Regions from separate parts of the Danio rerio genome. Here region 1 is linked to region 2. A link is a contact called in public Hi-C data. All regions are on one chromosome and are shown on one strand. The core of a region is the stretch at or near the end of the contact, and the rest is flanking DNA. Distances in the headings are between cores, read along the strand shown. Region 1 has its middle 88 kb from the start of kbtbd8. Region 2 has its middle 39 kb from the start of lrig1.

Region 1 (5,129 bases), core at 2,470-4,969, 70 kb before region 2:
TCGTCTAGGGCCCCTCAACCATACGGGCTATATTTATAATAGTATGTAAAATATTATATATAATTTCATAAAATATAAAAATATCCCTTTTTAGAGAATATTCCAAAAGTGAAGATAAATAACACTTAACACTATTTTGTTCAGAGAGTTGTTTTGCTGCAACACCATAGGACGTATTTAAGGTAAATTTCTAAAGAATGGTTTTAAAATAAAGTGAAAGAATTGATAAAGTTAGTGACCCTTACATTTTCACAAGCATTAAACGTCAAACTACATAAAATATCTATTTTGTTCTTTGAAAAGGGTGATTTAAATAAAAATATTAAAAAAAAAAAAAAAAAAATATATATATATATATATATATATATATATATATATATATATATATATATATATATATATATATATATATATATATTTATTTATTTTATTTTTTTTTTTTTAAGTTAAGTTTCGCTTTACATGAAAGTAGTTTGTCTGCAGCATTAAGGGACTTAACGGTTGAGTTCATTCCACTGTTAAACATGGAGATCTGAATGAGAAGTTGAAGATAAGAAAGATGGCCCACAGCTGCTGTGATTTTGGGTTCTCCAAGAACGAGGCTTTCCATACTAAGCAAATGTTTTTGCTAATTTGTAGATTTGGACAAAGAAATTTGGTGTGACATTTCACTGCGGGCTGAGAGCGGGACGGACAGCTGTTGTTTCCAGTCACAGGATTCCAAATGACCAGCTTGTGAGATTCCTTCTCTGTCTTTGCTTTTCTTCTCTATGTTTTTTTAACCTGTCCCCAAACTGTTAAATGTCACATTTAGCCTAGAAACTAAGCAAAGTGTCTGACGCACAATCCTGAGGAGAGGTTTGGAAAATCAATTGTTCATTTTGATAAAGATGTTGGCTGAGATTTGCTTCACAATATCCCACATTAAGCTCCATACACTCCCACTCATAGAGCTCACTTTTATTCACAGACAGATTAATGGGTATACTTTTATTTTATCGAATGGAAAAGTGGGGAAAGGTTTTAAAAAAAAACTGTCACAATTACATCATTAGTTTTAAATTAGTGCATCACACAAAGTAATAATACTTTAATAAAATATTAAAATACAGTGTAAATAAATGTTGGGTTTCACACAATCAATTTGTGTTGGGACAATATTTATGAATTAAGAAAACGTATTATTTTTCCTTTTTTTTTTTTTTTTTTTTTTTTACAAATTCAAGTGGATTGAACGTAAAACAATTAAGTTGTCCCAAAAACCCTCAATAATTGTTGTACCATGTTAAAATAACAACGTTGGTTCAGCACATTGTTAAATAAGTTGTTTGAACAAACAGCAAACTTTTTGCAATTTTTGCAAATGTTTTGAGTGTAAGGGTGACAAATCGAAATACTTATTTCTCTTTCTTAGCATGTTGCTTTAACCACAATACTATGACTTGGTGGAGTTTTTCAAACAATAACAAGCAATTAAGCAAGGAAGAGGGACATTATATATAATTCCAACACATTCTCACAACCCCACTTGTAAGTACACAATCCTGACCATTAAAAAACAGATTTAAAAATATGTAAAATTATTAACAATAATTTCTGAGTTAATGTTTTTATGGCTCTCATTCCATTTACATGGAGAATGTTGGGTTTATGAGTTTCTGCAGCCAATCACTGGGGGCACTAAAAATGTTTTGTCTTCAATTTAGCATTTTGAATTTGTCATTGCATTCCAAATAGGAAATGTCACCCTCAGAAGGTCCCTTCAGTACAAAAACTATCAAGGCCACCATATTAAATTGTTGTTCCTTACCAAAATTCTCAAAACTGGCCACTTTGAAGGACACTTCAGAATGAAGAATAGTGAAGAATTGTGCCTTTGATTGACACTTGGGGCCCCATGATCCTTTGCGCATGAAAGTTGTTTGGTGTCGCACACTATATTCTATTCGGAAGGGCTCATCCTTATGCCCTAAAGCTGTTACTTCAGAAGGTAAACTCTAGAAGGCATTACGACATAGGGAGGAACCCTTCCAAATGCAACGCAGTATCAGTAAAAGTGATCACTCTGATTGGCTAATGACCTTGGATAAACAATGAAAAACCATACACTATACTCTCTATTTTAGTGTGAGCAACACTGTGTAAAGATTTGCATGTAACAACATTTTTAGCTTTCATCAGAATTCTTTGATGTCAGAATGGAGTGTCCCAGGCATTAGCCAGGGTTCGAAACACAGATTTTCAACTACTGTCATCTATCTGGCATTATACACTGTTAGGCTTAAGTCTGTAGAATAACCTGACATGTACTTTCAAGGTTTCTTATTGTCAGTATAATGTATATTGGGGGACAATCAAATAAAAGTTATTAAGATATTAAGCAGAGAGTCTATTAATGAATGGTAGTTAACATGGTTATAAAAATTAATTATATTCAACAAAATGTCTAATAGGCACCATCAAAATAAAGTGCTACCAATAAATATAGTTTACTAAACTTAAAACAGGTGTGGGAGAAATAAACCTAAGCACAATACAACCCACCAGCAAACAATTGTGTGTTTTTATGTCTAATAGACAGCTAAATGTAGACAGCTTGGCTGAAACAATGCTAAACTTGACCTGTCAGTGAAAATCTTATAGACATCTAAGAATAGGCCAAAACAAGTTGTTAAATAAACAGATTAGATAGACTTTATATGTGTAGTCATTCAATTCAATTTATTTGATGACTAGTAGTCTAATTTTCAACCCGGGCTCATTGTGGAAACGTAGCCCTGCGGACGTTTCTGCGGATCGCGATTTACGTCCCGGGAGGTACGTATTCGAGCGTTTTTTTTTGTTTTCGCGGTTCTCGTGCGAAAAGCCGCTGGATTGGAAAAAAAAAAAAAAAAGCAAAAGCCCTCGTCTTCGATTTCGACCGCGTTTTCGGATCCTGCTGCGTTCTCGCCCTTATTTTTCGGATTCCATTTTTCGTCTTACCTGATTTCCGGAACCTGCTGTTCCCCGGACTCGATCCCGGTCGTCGTCCACCACAGCCGGCTCCGGCTCCTCCTCCGGGGCCTCCGCTCCGCCGACGCAACGCTGTGAGCTAAGCGGACAAACTGATTGCATCGGGAAAGCCCTCCACTCGGAGGCGAGCCGTCGGCTGGTGAGCGCGAAGAGGAGGGGCGGAGTGGCGCCACACCGCCCCGCAGCGTTCGCTTGAAAAAAAAACAAACGCGGCCTTTACGTACCTCCGGCCACGTAAATCGCTGTCTCCAGAAACGTCCGCGAGGCTACGTTTCCAGAATGAGCTTGGGTTGCTAGTTTTGGCCTATTCTTAGATGTCTATTAGATTTTCACTGACAGCCCAAATTTACCCTTGTTTTAGCCATGGCGACTGTTTGGACGTCTTTTAGACATGTATTAGACATCCTTTAGAAACAAAAAATGCAGCTGGGCATTAATCAGATATGGTATCCATGCTGAGAAAGGTTCATTTCATTACAATAAATATATAGAATCTTCTTCGTAAAATCTACTTTCTGTAATCTAACAAAAGAACGTCCTAGAGGTTTGGAACATCATGAGGATGAGCAAATGGCTGACCCGTTCCTTTAATCAGTGATTAGACATTTTCCGGCAGGATAGAGTGTTCACTGTTGTGTGCTGCGATACATCCGTGCTTGTCCTCGCTGGCAGATAGTGTGAGAGTGAGCAAGACAGAGAGAGAGAGAGAGAAAGTGAGAGAGAACCAGAAAGCAACAGAAAGAGAGAGTCCCAGTTGTCCCTTCTTATCAGATGAGGCATCCACTTCAATTTGCAATTTTAATGAAAATCAGACACCTGCACTGCAAATGATCGCCACTCTGTAGAGTCTGTAGCGAGAAGAGAGAGAAAGGGAGAGCGGGGCGGGTGAAAAAGAGCCCATAGTTCCTACTGGAGGGGGACAGAGGCTCTGGACGTATCTGGTTACTGTAGACCTACCAGACTGGGTTTTCAGATGATTGAGGTGGGAAAAGAAAGGGTTCCTTTCATTCAGGGCGCAGGGACAGGGATCTTCTCACATACTGAAAGAGTGTTGAGATGATGTCTGCTGTCGGGGCAGCCAGAAGACCTGATTACCCCCCCGGGAAGCACACACATCCTACACCCCTCCTCACCGAAAGAGGTAGTTCCTTCTCTTAAAAGGTTCAGGCTGAGGGGAGGCCACTGGGGTGAGGTGAGGCACCTCAGCAGGGCTGCCAGAGCGGGGTGTCCTTAGAAGGCCAGGGGAACCAAATCAGACTGCTTCTAGCTTATTCACATGAGAGAGACAAACAGACAGAAGAATGGAGAAAAGAGCGCAAAGAGGAGGTCATCATGATCTTATCGGTCCATTACTTGAACTCGCGCACACAAAAGCAGCTACTCTTTTACAGCTTGGCCTAGATGTAGGGCCAGCTCCCGCATAGCGCATATGCGTATCGAGACAAAAGAGCTTCGGTGCAGGTGTTAGGAGATGCCACAGTCAGTAAAAAAGTCTGGTGCAAATTTGTTCCATGTTCGCATCCTTGTGTTCAGATAACGGATAATGGAACTGCTGGCCCTTAAAACCTGTGGCCGCATTTTTAACCGGTCAGCCTTGGTAAATGCGTTTCTGGTACTCACACACCGCTCTGCCCTGGATTGTACTTTTCCCTGGACCCAATTGATAGAGCAATGGGTTCATGGGAACTTGTTTACTGATAAGTCTTAATATGTGGTTTTAACTGTTAGTAATCATAGGTGTCTGTATGAAAGGATATATTTCTAAACCTAAAGGCAATTTTATACTTATTTTTGCTATTAGATCAGGGGTAAAAAGAAGTTTTAAACACCTAATCAGCAGTATAGGGTGGTTTACATTATTGGTACCTTTAACAGTGAAGATTAACATACACTACCTAACAAAAGTCTTGTCGTTAATCCCAGTTGTAAGAGCAACAAATAATAACTTCACTTCTACGTTTGGAAAAGTGGGAGAAGGAAGATTTTTCAGATGATTCTTCTGTTGAACTGCATCCTAAATCATGCAGAAGACCTATTGGAACCCGCATAGATCCAAGATTCTTACAGAAATCAGTCAAATTTGGTGAAGGAAAAATCTATATTTGGGGTTACATTCA
Region 2 (4,855 bases), core at 2,342-4,841:
TCCAGTTCCTCTGAGATACAAGTATTCATGGCTTCAGTCTCAGGTTGAGAGAGGAGAAAAATCCTGCCACAAGGAGGCGTTGTACCTGGTAATAGCTCAATGGCACAGTCATACTCACGATGAGGCAGGAGCTTAGTGGCTTTCTGTTTGTTAAAGGCTTCAATGAGATCTTGGTAAACTTCGGCGATTTGATTCAATTCAGGATCTTCAGAACCGGAGATGATGGTGTTAATCTGAACAGGGAGGACAGACTGTAGACAATGGTTAAGGCAATTATTGATCCATTTTACGATCTCCCCAGTTTTCCAGGAAATTTGGGGGTCATGAAACTGTAACCAGGGTAACCCGAGGATAATGGTGTGTCGAGGAGAGTCAATCGCTAGGAAGGAGAGTTCTTCTTCATGGAGTGAGCCTGTTTGAAGAGAGATTGGCAGAGTTCGGAATTTTATGTGTCCTTCCCCCCAGGGGGCGCCCGTCTAGCAGTGATGGCTAGGGAAGAATTACAGGAGGTTAGAGGAATGGAATGGGTTGTGGCAAACGTGTGATCAATAAAGTTGCTAGCGGCTCCTGAATCAACCATGGCTAGAGTCGGGATCTTAACCTCACCATATCTTAGATGAACGGGTACACTCAGAATGTTATTGGAAGTCATGAAGACGGTGGTAGCACTCACCGGCAAGGTCTTGGGTGGAGGTTTGTTGGGGCACAGGATTTTCATATGACCCGAAAGACCGCAATACAGGCACAAGTGGTTTCTCCATCTTTGTTCACGTTCCGCAGGGGTTAGTCGGGCTCTGCCCAGTTGCATGGGTTCAGTAGGACTCTCATGGGATACAGGACAAGGAGTGACAGAACATAGGGGTTTTCGGGTGCAAAGTAAATTATCTAACCTGATCGAGAGCAAGATGAGCTGGTCCAATGATTTCCCATCATCGCGGCATGCCATCTCCGTTTGCAGTTCGGGGTTTAGAGCTTTCCTGTAGAGAGTCTTTAGAGGATCATCAGCCCAGCAAGTTTGCGCAGCCAGTGTGCAGAAATGTAGAGCGAATTCGGCTGCAGGTTGATTTCTCTGTTGAACACACAAAAGCTCCTCACCAGCATTACAACCTCCTTCAGAATGGTCGAACACAGTGCAAAAACGTTTGAGAAAGTCATTAAATGAGGGAAAAATCGGGGTGTGTTGTCTGGCCAAACTGCAGTAGCCCAGTCTAATGCCTTTCCTGTGAGCAGGGAACACACAAAAGCAATTTTACTATTTTCATCCTTATACAGATGGGGCTGTTGAGCGATAAACAGTTTACACTGGAGTAAAAAGCCTTTGCACTTAGCTGGGTTACCTGAGAATTTTTCGGGGAATGCCTAACGAACACCGGAAACAGTCTGGGTCTGTGAAACAGAGTGTTGACTTGGAGAGTAATTGGCGGTGAGTTGCGCTGTGGAAGCAGCTTGCAGGTTTTGCAGTGATTTTACCAATTCATCAGTGAGCTGGGTTAAATGAGACAACTGTTGCTGATGTGTTGTTAATACCTGAGCTTGAGCTGTGACTTCGTGGGACAAGACCTGCATGGCTGCGGGATCCATGTTGGGCAAAGTCTTCTGTAACGAGGAGACTGACACGGAGGGATCCATTTTGCAGTATTTATTATACAGTTCAAACACAAACATCCAACACGCACTAAAGTGCGAACTTACATCAACAGCAATCAATAAAGATTGTGGGGCTGGCGGCTGAGAGACACAGAGTGATTTATCAGGCATAGATCAGTGGCAGGCGGCATGGTTCAGAGTCCTAATGACAAGCGTGGGTCGAGGGCAGGCAGCGTGGTTCAGAGTCCGTGTAACAAGCGAGGGTCGAGGGCAGGCAGAAGGCAACTCAGAGTCAGAAACAGTCCAGGGTAATGCACAGAAGATCAGGCAGGGAATACTGCTCAGAAATGTTTGCTGTGGCTGAACAAGACTTCGCACTGGACTGTGGTTTGAGTGTGGCTTATATAGGTGGCATGGGTCGTTAACGGAATTCAAATCAGGTGTGTGCACAATCAGTCTAGATGGATGATGTAATGCTAGAAGTCCGGGGATGGCGGCCTCTGCTGGCCAGCGAGGGGAATGACTGGGACCGAGTCGGTGACAACAATTAAGTTAATTATTTCCAAAACAGTATTTTTATACTTTGAAATGTAGACCTATAAAATATATAAATAAATGTATACATTTAGTAAAATGTCTGCTCAGAAAATGACAGCTAGCCTAAATGAAATATGACCGACATTATAATAATTAGACAAAGAAAGCAAGTATTCTGTTTTGATTACTCTCTCTCTCTCTTTCTCTCTCTTTCCCTCTCTCTCTCTCTCTCTCTCTCTCTCTCTATCTATCTCTCTACATTTGTTTTCTCTGTCATGAATGAATGAGCGTGGCTCAGTTTCCCCCTTGATTAAACAGGGGACAATCTGCCTTGTGGTTTTGTAGAGTTAGAATTAGCATATTTCAACAGCGCTGAACCCACAGAAACTTTTATTTGGCCAGTAATTCGGACGCTTCACATTCGCATGCTTTGGCAGACTGTTGTTTACATACAGACATAACCAGCTCATGTAACACTGAATTTTAAAGTATTTATGAAAACCTGCTGGCAACCATGTTTTCCTATCAAAAGCCCTACTAGATTTATTATTGTTTTTTATAATAAGCTTCTTTAACAAGCCTGTATTTAGTTTGATCTGTAAAATTGTAAAATATTATTGCAATTTATTTTATTAAACGTAGTTTACATTTTTATTGCTGTGAATTCTTAGCACCATTACTCCAGTCTTCATTAAGATCCTTCAGAAATAATTTATATGCTGATTTGCTCTTCTGTTATGATTAATTAAATCATATTTTAAACTACATTTTCAAATAAGCAACATCTTATTTCTAAAGCAAAAACTACTGATCCCCAACTTTTGATTGGTAGTGTGTTTCTTTGAACGTTTTCTTTTTACCATTTTCATTTGTATTCAAGGCAGCACATATGAAATCAGTGTTAAATTCTCATAAAGAGTGATTTCGGATCAAGTGACACTGAAGACTGGTGTGAAAATTCAGCATGAAATAAAGTACATATTAAACTAAATTCAATGAGAAAACAGGGTATTACCATAATAAAATGCTATTTTACCATTTTTATTCAAATTTTATCATAGAAATGCAGCAGTGTTGAGCAGAATAGGTTCTTCTTCTTTAAAAAAAAAAGTCTTTAGAAACAACCTCTTTTCTTCTCTGTTCATTGTACCCGCTACAAATGAAACCAAAAAGTGTTGCATTCTTATAAAGCAAGCCATTTCAAGTAACCTCCATTGTAGCGCAAAATAAACGTCAAAATATCAATTCAAATAAAAGCATTCTTCAGCCAAAATGATCATTTCTATTTAGAGATTATTCATTCTCACGCATTCTGGATGAAGCGCTTGGGCCTAATTGGGGGTTTGGAGATAATGGCTCTTTCAGAGGGGCTGTCAGCCAGTGGAATGGAGGTTTCTGGAAGTCCTCTGGCAGTATTCAGTGTGAGGCCGTGGCCTGTCTCAAGTGCTCACAGCTGGACGCTCTAGAAGACGGGAGAAGTGAAGGCTGAATAGGCCTCGCTGTAAATGCCTCTGTCCTTATTTACTCACGGAGCTGGAACCTCTTGTGTTTGAGCTCAAATTGAGATGCATACCTGAGCACGGCTGGATGAAGAAACACTAAAGCCATTCACCACCTTCTTGGAAATTGGTTATTTGCTTGATTCTTTGTCATATTCTTTGACGTTGTTATAAATTAATTAGTTGTGATTGGTTTCCCACAGTTCTATCTGATGAAATAAACTCATTTTAATCAAAATTGTTGTAATTAACTGACCTTTTGTTCCCAGAACCAGACTGAAAATCATAGTTTTTCCAACTTAATATTTGAGGTTTTAATTAGAAAAGTGGCTACTATTTGTATTCATGCAATTTCATTTAAAAAAAAAAGCTTTCATTAAGGAATGAGCAAATTATACTAAAATGCTTAGACTGCAGCTCTGTGCAAGACATTTAATTATAGGAGAATAGGTTGTGCCCAGCTGAGCCTGGTTTCTTTCTAGGTTTTTTTTTTTTCCTTTACTTTTGTCAATTGAAGTTGGTTCCTTGCCATTTGTTTCTCGCCACTGGCTTGCATGGTTCGGGACTTGTGGAGCTGCACATTGATGGATTTTTTCTTCAGTGTTTGGACTCTCAGCAGTGAAATTTAAACCACACTGAACTGACCTAAACTGAACTTAAACTCTGAAAACTGGACTGACACAGTTTCAGTTTACTATAATGTTCTATTTTAAGCTGCTTTGACACAATCTACATTATAAAAGCGCTATAGAAATACAGATGAATTGAATTATTACTTTGACCAATTGTTATGCTCTAGTTAACAACATTTTAATGGCACACAGGGGAATTCAATCCTTGTGGTCAAATCCCTGTGTACAAAATTGGATGGTATATTTATTCACTGTAGATGATTTTGGTGATCCAGAAGAAAGTAGAAGGTGAGAAAAAATAACAATAAAAAAAGTTTAATCACAACTCTTCAATTCTGTGTTATCCGGAGGCTGAGACTATAATATTAGTATGTTGATGTACTTTGGTTGTTGCTAGAAGTGAAACATTCGCAGCCAGTAGTTAATCATGTTATTTAATAAATTACCCATATATATTTTTAAGTCTACCCATACTCAAATCTTAAACTTACCCCTCACAGTAATGTAAAAACTGTAACTATTGTTGTACAGTAATTGTATTTTTGTAATATTATAAATAATTTTTGATAACTAACAGCCATATCTGTATCCAGTTTAAAC

The links. A called contact is a pair of places that touch in the nucleus more often than the background predicts.
Region 1: a Hi-C map of embryo shows a contact between it and region 2, with 2.4 times the contacts expected there. The contact joins two enhancer-like sites. A contact is called at or near these places in 4 of 18 Hi-C or Micro-C datasets (caudal fin, embryo, hematopoietic stem cells and 1 more).

Annotation. Positions count from the first base shown.
Region 1 is chr11:18,638,996-18,644,124 of GRCz12tu, reverse strand. No RefSeq gene overlaps it. Among named protein-coding and RNA genes, the nearest start is that of kbtbd8, 88 kb to the left of the region's middle. Within about 2 kb of position 3,719, at least 8 of the 62 cell types and tissues checked have an H3K27ac peak or open chromatin away from gene starts, as enhancers often do.
Region 2 is chr11:18,569,502-18,574,356 of GRCz12tu, reverse strand. No RefSeq gene overlaps it. Among named protein-coding and RNA genes, the nearest start is that of lrig1, 39 kb to the right of the region's middle. Within about 2 kb of position 3,591, at least 23 of the 62 cell types and tissues checked have an H3K27ac peak or open chromatin away from gene starts, as enhancers often do.